Linked DNA regions of Mus musculus: region 2 is linked to region 1. A link is a contact called in public HiChIP or PLAC-seq data. All regions are on one chromosome and are shown on one strand. The core of a region is the stretch at or near the end of the contact, and the rest is flanking DNA. Distances in the headings are between cores, read along the strand shown. Region 1 holds the start of Ptges (prostaglandin E synthase). Region 2 holds the start of Lrrc8a (leucine rich repeat containing 8A VRAC subunit A).

Evidence for each region. HiChIP or PLAC-seq counts read pairs in DNA pulled down with a chosen protein or histone mark.
Region 2: a FOXA1 HiChIP or PLAC-seq map of pancreatic cancer cells shows a contact between it and region 1. The contact joins the promoter of Lrrc8a here to the promoter of Ptges in region 1.

Annotation. Positions count from the first base shown.
Region 1 is chr2:30,901,628-30,906,272 of GRCm38.p6, forward strand. It overlaps Ptges (prostaglandin E synthase), which reads right to left and starts at 1,670. Exons shown (of 3, transcript NM_022415.3): 1 at 1,463-1,670. The coding sequence starts at 1,591. Gm52550 (a long non-coding RNA gene) reads left to right here and starts at 1,628. Exons shown (of 3, transcript XR_003954020.1): 1 at 1,628-1,692; 2 at 1,908-2,023; 3 at 2,401-2,847.
Region 2 is chr2:30,235,836-30,240,246 of GRCm38.p6, forward strand. It overlaps Lrrc8a (leucine rich repeat containing 8A VRAC subunit A), which reads left to right and starts at 1,934. Exons shown (of 4, transcript NM_177725.4): 1 at 1,934-1,970. It overlaps 1700084E18Rik (RIKEN cDNA 1700084E18 gene), which reads right to left and starts at 1,796. Exons shown (of 1, transcript NR_028299.1): 1 at 1,362-1,796.

The sequences.
Region 1 (4,645 bases), core at 420-2,919:
TCACTTCCGGCTGTCCCTGGAGCTGGTAGATGAGCCCTGCCTGAGAAAAATGTAAAATGACGAAGAAAAAGGCCAGGATCTCCTACCCAGAATTCCTCCCTCCTGGCTCGGAAACCCCAACTCTGAGGGCCCAGCTTTGCCACCAGTGGAGTTCCTGTAATGAGCTATCAGGGAGCCACCTCTAGTGGGTCAAGGGGCACTCAGCATGCACTTCCAGGAAAGACCTGCGGCTGCTCCTGTTCACAGCAGATTCCAGTAGGAACCAGTCTTAAGGACCAGCATGGGTGGTGTGTTCACCATTCAAGTCTCCAGCTTCCTCTCAGAGCCACATCTCCAGGCTGCTGGGGAGAGGATCCTGAGCCGGCTCCCGTCCTCTCAATGCAGAGTGTGATTCCCTGGTCCCACTTGGCAGAAATAGAGGAGCCCAGGGCCCAAAGCAGAGAAGGCTTTCCTCCACCCCTGCATCTCCCATGGGGAGAGGAGCCCTAGAGGAAGTCAGGCTCGGGAGCCAGAGTTAACTTCAAAGGGGATGGAAGGATCCCATAGTAGGCAGACCTCTCCTTAACTCACTGGAAAACCAGGGTAAGCTAACTCCTACTGCCTTCCTGGTGGTGACTTAGTGCTCAACTTTGGGGGCCCTACAGAAGGGACAAGAACAGAATGTAGCTATCTCTCCCTGGCATCTGTGTCCCAGGACAAACCAAAGCAGAAGAATGAGAGACAGTCAGTCAGTCAGGGGTGGCCCTGCCTTCATTCCTGTCAGTACCTGCCCCAGGCAGGGGCTGAACCTGGCAGGAGGGCAAGCGGCCCACCCCGTCCCATCCCCGTACTCCGAGTCCCTCGCCTCTGGGCTGGACAGATGTTGGTTTAGGGGGAAGTGTCTGTAAAGGGCAGATGATTCACTGCTTCTACTTTCTAGGCGCTTCCAATGGACCCCTAGAAGGGGTCTGGGAGCCCTGGCCACTCCCACCAGCTCCACGTAGGTTCTTTTACTTTGGTTTCTTTGCCGGGACTGGGACCAGAGAATGTCTGTGGTCCCTCAAGGCACCCTCTAGGGTGCCACAAGTGTGTGCGGCGTCCATGGGGAGTGGGAATTTCCACGGAAAGACTTCTTAGGCTCCTGCGTTGCGGGTTCCCACTCCACCCAGATATGAGATCTCCCTGCCTGCCGGGAAACTGCCAGGTCCAGACACCTCTCGCTGTCAAGAGTCCCTGTGCTCCACTCGCAAGGGAGCCCCCCAGTACTCTCAAACCAAGAGGGTTCAGGAGCTGAAGGCTAAGCCAGCTCCCAGAAGGGCTGTGGTGGCGGCAGCCTTGAAGCAGCTCCCACCGCACGCCGGCATACACATCTCGGCCACGTTTTTTCAGTCCCTAGACTTTTCTTGCAGGGAAAAGCCAGCAGAGTGCTGATCCCCTTCTCCTCCAGCGCCCCCCCCCCCCCCCACTCCACCAGCGAACGTACCTTCTTCCGCAGCCTCATCTGGCCTGTGATGACAGCCACCGCGTACATCTTGATGACCAGCAGTGTGCTGCAGAGCAGAAAGGCCGGGAGCACCTGGCCGCTCTCCATCACCAGGCCCGGGGAAGGCATCTCGGCTAGCCGGCCTGGACTTCAACTCGGGGACACCGGGACTGAGAGTGAGACTGTCCCACAGGCGGCTTATGGAGAGGAGGAGGCGGGCCAAGTCCTGAGTAGGCGGTCACCCCCGCCCACTCCCCGCCCACCCTGATCACCCGCAGCAGGCCCCCTGCTCAAGTCAAGAAGGAACCCAGAGACTTCTGCTCCAAGTGTCCGGGTGGGGGGTGGGAAGCAGAGGAATGGAGGTGTCCCACGCCATCCTTGGCTCAGGACCATTGTTCTTTTGAAAGCCTCAGACTACATAGAGTGTTTTCTCACTTAACATCAGGTCTCCGACCCCAGTCTGCATATCACTGACCCATGCCCACCTTCCGAAAGAGCGTGAGAACCAGGGCATTTATGCTAATGTGTGGCCGCTGTAATGCTGGACATGCAGCCATGGAGGTGGGTTGTCTCTGCAAGATGGAAGGTGAGGAGACAGATCCTTCTGCCATCCTCTAACAGGACACAGACCCCCAATTACCAATTCGTGTGTGTGTGTGTGTGTGTGTGTGTGTGTGTGTGTGTATTTGCATATGGGTGGGGATATTCACGTGTGTGCACCTTTGCGTGGAAGCCAGTAGCTGCTGTCACATGACTTTCTCAATGTCCATCTTAATTTTTAATTTCTTTTAAAATTATGTTTATTTATTTATTGTGTGCCACAGTACCTGTATGAAAGTCAGAAGATAACTTGCTGATGATGGTTTTGTTCTGCCATGTGAGTCACATTCAGGTCTCACTAGCCTAAGCACCTAACTTTTCTCTTTTCCTTTTTTGAGAGAGAGAGAGAGAACCTCACTATCTACCCCCCATGGCCTGGAACTCAGAGAGCTCCCTGCTTTGGCCCTTCCAGTGCTGCGACGAAGGGCATGCACCAGTACAGCCTGGCCCTGTTACATTTTGAGGTCTGATCTTCCACTGCTCCAGAGCTCATCATTCTGCCAGCCTGACGGGCCAGTGAGCTCCGAGCATCCCCCTGCCTCTGCTGCCAGCAAATTACAAATACACACCTTCCCTGCTCGCTCCCTTCGTCAGTCAGCTAGATCGTAAAGAACAGTAATCAGGCCAAAGGAACATCACCATCAGCCTGCCATGCATGCCTCAAAGCAAGAGATCTAGGGGCAACTAGCCTGAACCCCACTCGGCTGTAAACTTAGCCAGTCCTTAGAGCACCAATGTAGCTCTGGGCTCTGATCCAATTTCCCTAGCTATAAAATGAAACTGACTATCTTGTCTCTCTCTCTCTCTCTCTCTCTCTCTCTCTCTCTCACACACACACACACACACACACACACACCATAGCAGTTGCTGGAACTATAAGGGTCTTGGTTGGAGATATATGTCCGGCCATCCTTGGTTACATAGTGAACGTGAGGCCAGCCTAGGATATATTAAATAAACCCTGTCTCAAAAGTCAGGGCTGATGAGATGGCTCAGTAGGGAAAGGTACACTCCACCAGCTTGAATAGGTGAGATTCTCTCCCAGATCTACATGGTGGGAAGATAGAATCCACCTAAGCAGGCTGTCCTCTGCTGGAGAGTATACTCATGGATAATAAGTGTAAAAAGGATTAAGTTGGAAAAATATTCATGTCTACAAACGAGGATACAGAGCACCCGCTACGCAGTAGCTCTTCCTCGCTGAGGACACCAGAGCCTCCGTTTCCCCCTACTCAGAAGAGGGTTCCTGTCTAGCTGGATTGACAGGAGGGAATCCTTGCTGCTGGGGCTGTGGGTGGCTTCTCCCTGATTTACAATCTGAACTAAAGATATGCTTGACAAGGTGTTTGTGTTTCCTAAGCGCAGGGTCACCACACAAGGCTTAGCAGTACTAGATAAGAGATAAATATCTCCCAGGGAACTGGCCATGGAAAGGTCTGGTTGTTCTAAAGCAGGTTTTATTTGTGGGTACAGGATGGGGATCTGGGCACGAGGCCAGCTTTCTGCTCTCCTTGCCAGGGATCTGCTTCAGGTCAAAAAGCTCGGCGATGAGCTGGCTCCTCTGACCTCCATACTTACGCCATGGTCCTTGAATGTATATGTGTGTGTGCACGCACACGCACACAGAGCCAACCATCAAAATGGCACTCCAGAGGTAGAGACAGGAGGATCAGATATTCAAGGTCAACCTTGGACACACACTGAGTTTTAGGCCACCCTAGACTACATAAGGCTCAGTGGTAAGAGTACTCGCTTAGTATCCTGAGAACCCAAGTTCAAATCCTCAGCTGTCGTGTAACAGCCAGTAAGTAACGCCAGTGTGTGCTGCACAGAGGCCTGAGGATCATGGGTCTGACCAGTCTAGCTCCAGGTCTGCTGAGAGATCCCATCTCAAGAGAGTAAAGCAGAAAGCAGGCGTGATAAAACTGGACACCCGATGTCCTCTTCTGGCCACTACTCATACAGACACAGGCACATGCTACACACTTACATTATACACACTCTCACACACACATTCACTGACAAACAAACACAATAAGGTCCTCAGTCAAAGGCCAGGGCTGTGGCTCAGCAGCAGAGCAGTTGTCCAGTGTTTCTGAGGCTCTGGTCCATCCCCGAGCACCAGAAAACTACTACATATAAATCTCAGTGGTTAGGCTGTTTTCTGTAAGGCTCTATGTTCTACCAGATCATAAACCAGATCCAGCCACAGGGGCCTTTAGTGTGCAGCCCTCCATGGGCTAAGGGATGTAGAGGGACAGCCATGCCTTGCTTGACCCTGAGCAAGGCTACACGCTCCGGCATTGAAGCAGACAAAGTACCATCCCAGCAATAAACAAAGACTCCTAAGAAGCTGCATCTGCCTGTGAGGGAAAACTGGACGGAGGCTGTGTCGCGAAGAGACTGATGGCTGATTAGGAATTCAGGGCGGTGCACAGGTTGGAATGTTACAATTCCCGTATCTCCATATCAGAACAGACATCTCATGACAATAGGTTAAAAATCCTCCTAGGATGTACTGAACTAGTTTCTACCTAGCCAAAAGCCATGGTGCCTTTAGAGAACACCTTAGGCCTATGGAAT
Region 2 (4,411 bases), core at 684-3,183, 670 kb before region 1:
TACCCGGAACTTTTGAGAAAAACAACCGCAGACTGTTTCAATGTCCCAGGTGGTATTATTTGCAGATCCCCTGTGACTGGAGCTGTGGGCCACCATGTGGGTGCTGGGGAATCGAACCTTGGACCTTTGGAAGAGAAGCCAATGTTCTTTTTTAGTTTTTTGAGACAGGGTTTCTCTGTGCAGCCCTGGCTGTCCTGGAACTCACTCTGTAGACCAGGCTGGCCTCGAACTCAGAAATCCGCCTGCCTCTGCCTCCCAAGTGCTGGGATAAAAGGCATGGCCACCACGCCAGGCAGGATATCTTTTCTTGATGATCCATCCTGTTTCTCTTGTCCAGTGGTATCTGAATTTCTCTGTTGTATGTTTTTCTTCTCCTGGGAAGATAAAAACAAAACCCTGCCCCAACCCTAACTCTGGATTCTTTTGTGGACTAGCAGGGTATATCTTTCCCAGGGCAAAATGCTTTTTGGCAACAGAAAAAAAAAGCATTATCTTTGAAGTTGAAATTATTATTATTTTTAAAGTTTGAAACTAAATATACCTTAGTATGTGGATAAATATACTTATATCCCCCTTTCTCTTTATATAAATTTAAGGTTAAGGGGCTGGGCTGGAGAGATGGCTCAGCAGCTAAGAGCACTGACTGCTCTTCCAGAGGTCCTGTCACTGTAAAAGGGGGCGGAGATCATTCAGTGAGGGAAGGGTCATCTGTACAGCCTGTGTATATTAGTCAGCTGGTGCACACACCACTGATACCCAACTCCACAAAAACTCATTGCTGTGCTCCCTGCCTTTCTTCTTTCACGTAAGCTACTGGAACTCGTCCCATACTGGAGTACATGAAACACTTTGTTTTAATAGCTGAACAATTTCCCAACCTAAGGATTACTACAGTTAGCCTGGGAATTATGAGGACCCGGGAAGATTAACACACACACACAGCTAGCGTCTGGAGGCTTGGTTCTGAAGATGTGGTTTTATCCTCAGCTCAGCTCAAAATTCGCTGCTAACGTTAGGCTGGAGGTTTCCCGATAGAGAATTCCCCTCACACCCTCTGCCAATCCTCTATCTCCAGCCAGAAGCCGGGGAACCGGACAAAGAGATCCCCACCAGAAGCCCTTGCTTACAAAAGTCGGAGCAAAATACTGGATAAAGCAGATACTTAGTTTCAAAGTGACCACTGGACTCAGGACACACCTACCAGATTCCTAAACTCCAATACCTTCTCAAGCACGGCACTACCTCTCTCCCCTCTTCTACAAAAAGTTCCTAACCCAGTCCAGTCCAACGACTTCAAAGATCTCCTAGTGTGAGACAGTGAACTCGCCGGGGCGCGACTAATCGCCCAAGAAACCTTTAAATTTAGTTCAACTGTGTTTATTGCAGCGGCGGCGGAGAAGCCATTCAGTTAACTCGGAATTATGCGGCTTTTCAGGGACAACCGTCGCAAGCCGGACGTGTCGAGGCGCGCGTCAGCATCAGCAGGGCAGTTACATTTGCGGGCACCTGAAGAGTTTGGGCAGCGAGTCAGCTAACGAGCAGCACTAAAGGTATGAGGACGCTGGCCCAATGGCGATCGGAACCCGAACAAAGGAGGTGAGCGGATACTTGCGTCAGCTTGGGTCACTTGGCCGCTCTGGCCAGAGTAACGCATCCCTTAAGTTGCAGGGATCCCTGTCCCTTTAAGGGGGCTTAGTTCTGTCCCGTTACTTCCGCCCCGAAGTGGCTTGGCGCAGGCACGTGGACGGGAGTAGGGTGAAGCCGCCTCAAGCTTTCCCCTTAACAGACATGGCGACGGCCGGGATGCCGCGGGTGCGTCCGGCCGTGACGTCACTTCCGGGGCGGGGGAGGCAGAGTGGTGCAGTGAGGGACAAACAAAAGGAGGCGCTGGAGGAGCGCGGCGGCGGGCGGCCGGACTGGGAGGTGGAGGGCCCGGGCTGCCTGCGGGCGGCTGCGAGCGGAGAGCCCAGGTGAGCGGGTCGGGTGGGGGATGAGACGCGCGCTGTCACCGCACGGGACGCTCTCCTCGGACGCGCGCTCCGCCCCTTCAAGTTCTGCGGGGCTCTCGCTGCCCAGGGGCGCCGGCCACCCTGGCCCCGCGCTGGGCTTCGCTCCGCCCTGCCTCCCGCGGGCGCCGGCTCCGGTCTCCACCCTCCAGGCCGTGCGGCGGCGCGCGAGCCCCCTCCCGGGCACCCTGTTCTCCGCGCGCCTCTCACCCGAGTTTCCGCCGCGGTCCTCAGGCCGCACTTGCCGCGCTGGTCCCCGCAGATCCGCGCCCCTTGGCGCACGCGCCCCCTTCCCAGAGGTTCCACCCGGGGTTCTCTTGACAGCTCCCCCACCAGCTCTTACAGTTCTTGGCCGTGGGCTTCCCGGCGCCGGCTTCTCTTTAGACCACTCCCTCTTCCTGATCTCCCGGACTGTCCCCTGCTATGGGGAAGGGAGCACAGGCTTTTGGGACCTCAGACTGGGGCTCCCTGAACGACCGACTCCTGATATGAGAGTCTGTTTCGTTCTGTCCCTGTTTTGTGCATCTCTTGGGCAGGAGTGACAAGTACAGGAGGTTGTTGGTGAGCTGGAGGTCAGCAAAGGCGACCCCAAGCTGAAGGAACAGCAGAGTTCGGGATGACAGTGGCAGGGGGTGGGGGCTTGTTTTTTGAGATAGGGTCTCAACTATGTAGCCTTGACTGTCCTCAAACTCTCTCTGTAAACCAGGCTGGCTGGCCTCGAGCTCACGGAGATTCACCTGTCTGGTTCCTGAGTGCTGGGTAGAGACGTGGGCCTCTAACCTCTGTTTGAGACCAGGGTTCTTGAACCTGCCATGCACTGGACTGGAGTGAGTCAAGATGGGCTGGTTCTGCTTGATACAGTTGTTGTCTTGTTTTGAAAGAACACATTGAGTGAGCATTAGCTTTTTCTTGATGGGAACTGGGCTGACATAGTGGTAGTTCTAGGACAGCCACTCTTGTACAACCTCCTCTAACGCTGCCCTAGCTAGGACAGGGACAGCTTTAAGGATGAGGTGTGGAGGGGAGAGAGTCTTTGTGAGGATGGGGACACTTGTCTGCTGAATTTTGGAGACAGAAATGAGTAGCCAGAGGCTACAAAGTCTTTTCCTGCCTTGCAAGTGTGTCAGTGGTCTCTTTAACTCTGCCATCTGTGTTATGTCCTCTGAAGTAGAGAAAATGGCCAGTGCAGGAAGAATAAGTTGACCATTGAGGGTAGGAGAGGGGGTATATTCAGAGGCTCAGGGGTGGTGCCAGTGGGCTAGGCCGTTCATCCTGCTGTTTCCTTGATGAAGGTCGGGCTCTCCTCCAGCTGTCATGGGCAGGCAAGGGCAGGTGAGCAGTGTTGGAGGACAGCTTCCTGGAGATTTTCTGGGGTCTGAAGCTCCACATTGTTTGGGGGATGGTGTACAAAGCAGGGACCAGAGAAGCAATTGACAATACCTCCCACACCCAGGAGTCAGCCTCACATTCCTGTTCTCCATACCTAAGGCACATTTGCTAGGATGGAGTTTCCTTGCAAATCTGAATGGCCTTTGTGGAGGGCATGGGCTTCTGAGGGTCAGCCTAATGGGGCAGAACCCCCGCTTGCTGCCTGGAACCAGCCTGTTCCTAGGTCACTGTCCTGAGACTGTAGATTTTCCAGGTTTTTACAGAGACATTGAAGGGCAGGCTGACCAGTGAAGACCTCTTGATAACTCAGAAGGAATAAATGCAGACATTAAATAAATATAGACTACAGTGGTCCTGAAGCAGCCCAGAGGAGAGAGGAGGGAGTCTTGGTCATTGAGCAGGCTATCCAGAGTACATGTCCTTCAAGAAGGGACTAGAAGAGTCAGTGAGTCCAGAGTCCTACTTCAGCCCTGGCTGTGAAGTAGACAAGTAACTGTTCAGTATCAACAGTGTTCCAGTCCTGTCTGAGACAGAGGGTGGGGCAGAGGTGGACTGGATGGCCTCTGGTGCTTTGCTGCATGGTCACGTATAGCCTGCCTGTCTTGTCTTCCTGTGGCTTGGGGGACTGAGTTTGGCCTCCATCCTTTACCAGAGCCGACATCTCCACAAGTGTGACAGCTGCTTCCCAGCCCCTCCTAGACACTCCACCTCCCAGGTCCTGCTGTCTGCTGCTTCCTTCCTGGTTAACTACTGCTATATTGCTCTAACTCCCTCATAGCTGGGCCACACTCCCATCTCCGGCTATTGTTGCTGTCTTCCAAGTCTGGAGCGGTGCCCACACTTCTCTCTCACACAGCCACCTTATCTTTGGTAAGCAGTGCAGAGCATGGTGCCTGTCAGTAGTTGAGCACTTGCTCACTGTGGAGAGTCTGTCCTTATGTTTCAGAGAAAGTCCTTGTCTGGTCTGGTTCAGCCCTTGTCATTCCTCTCTGGCCATCTCCCATATCCGGGACTAG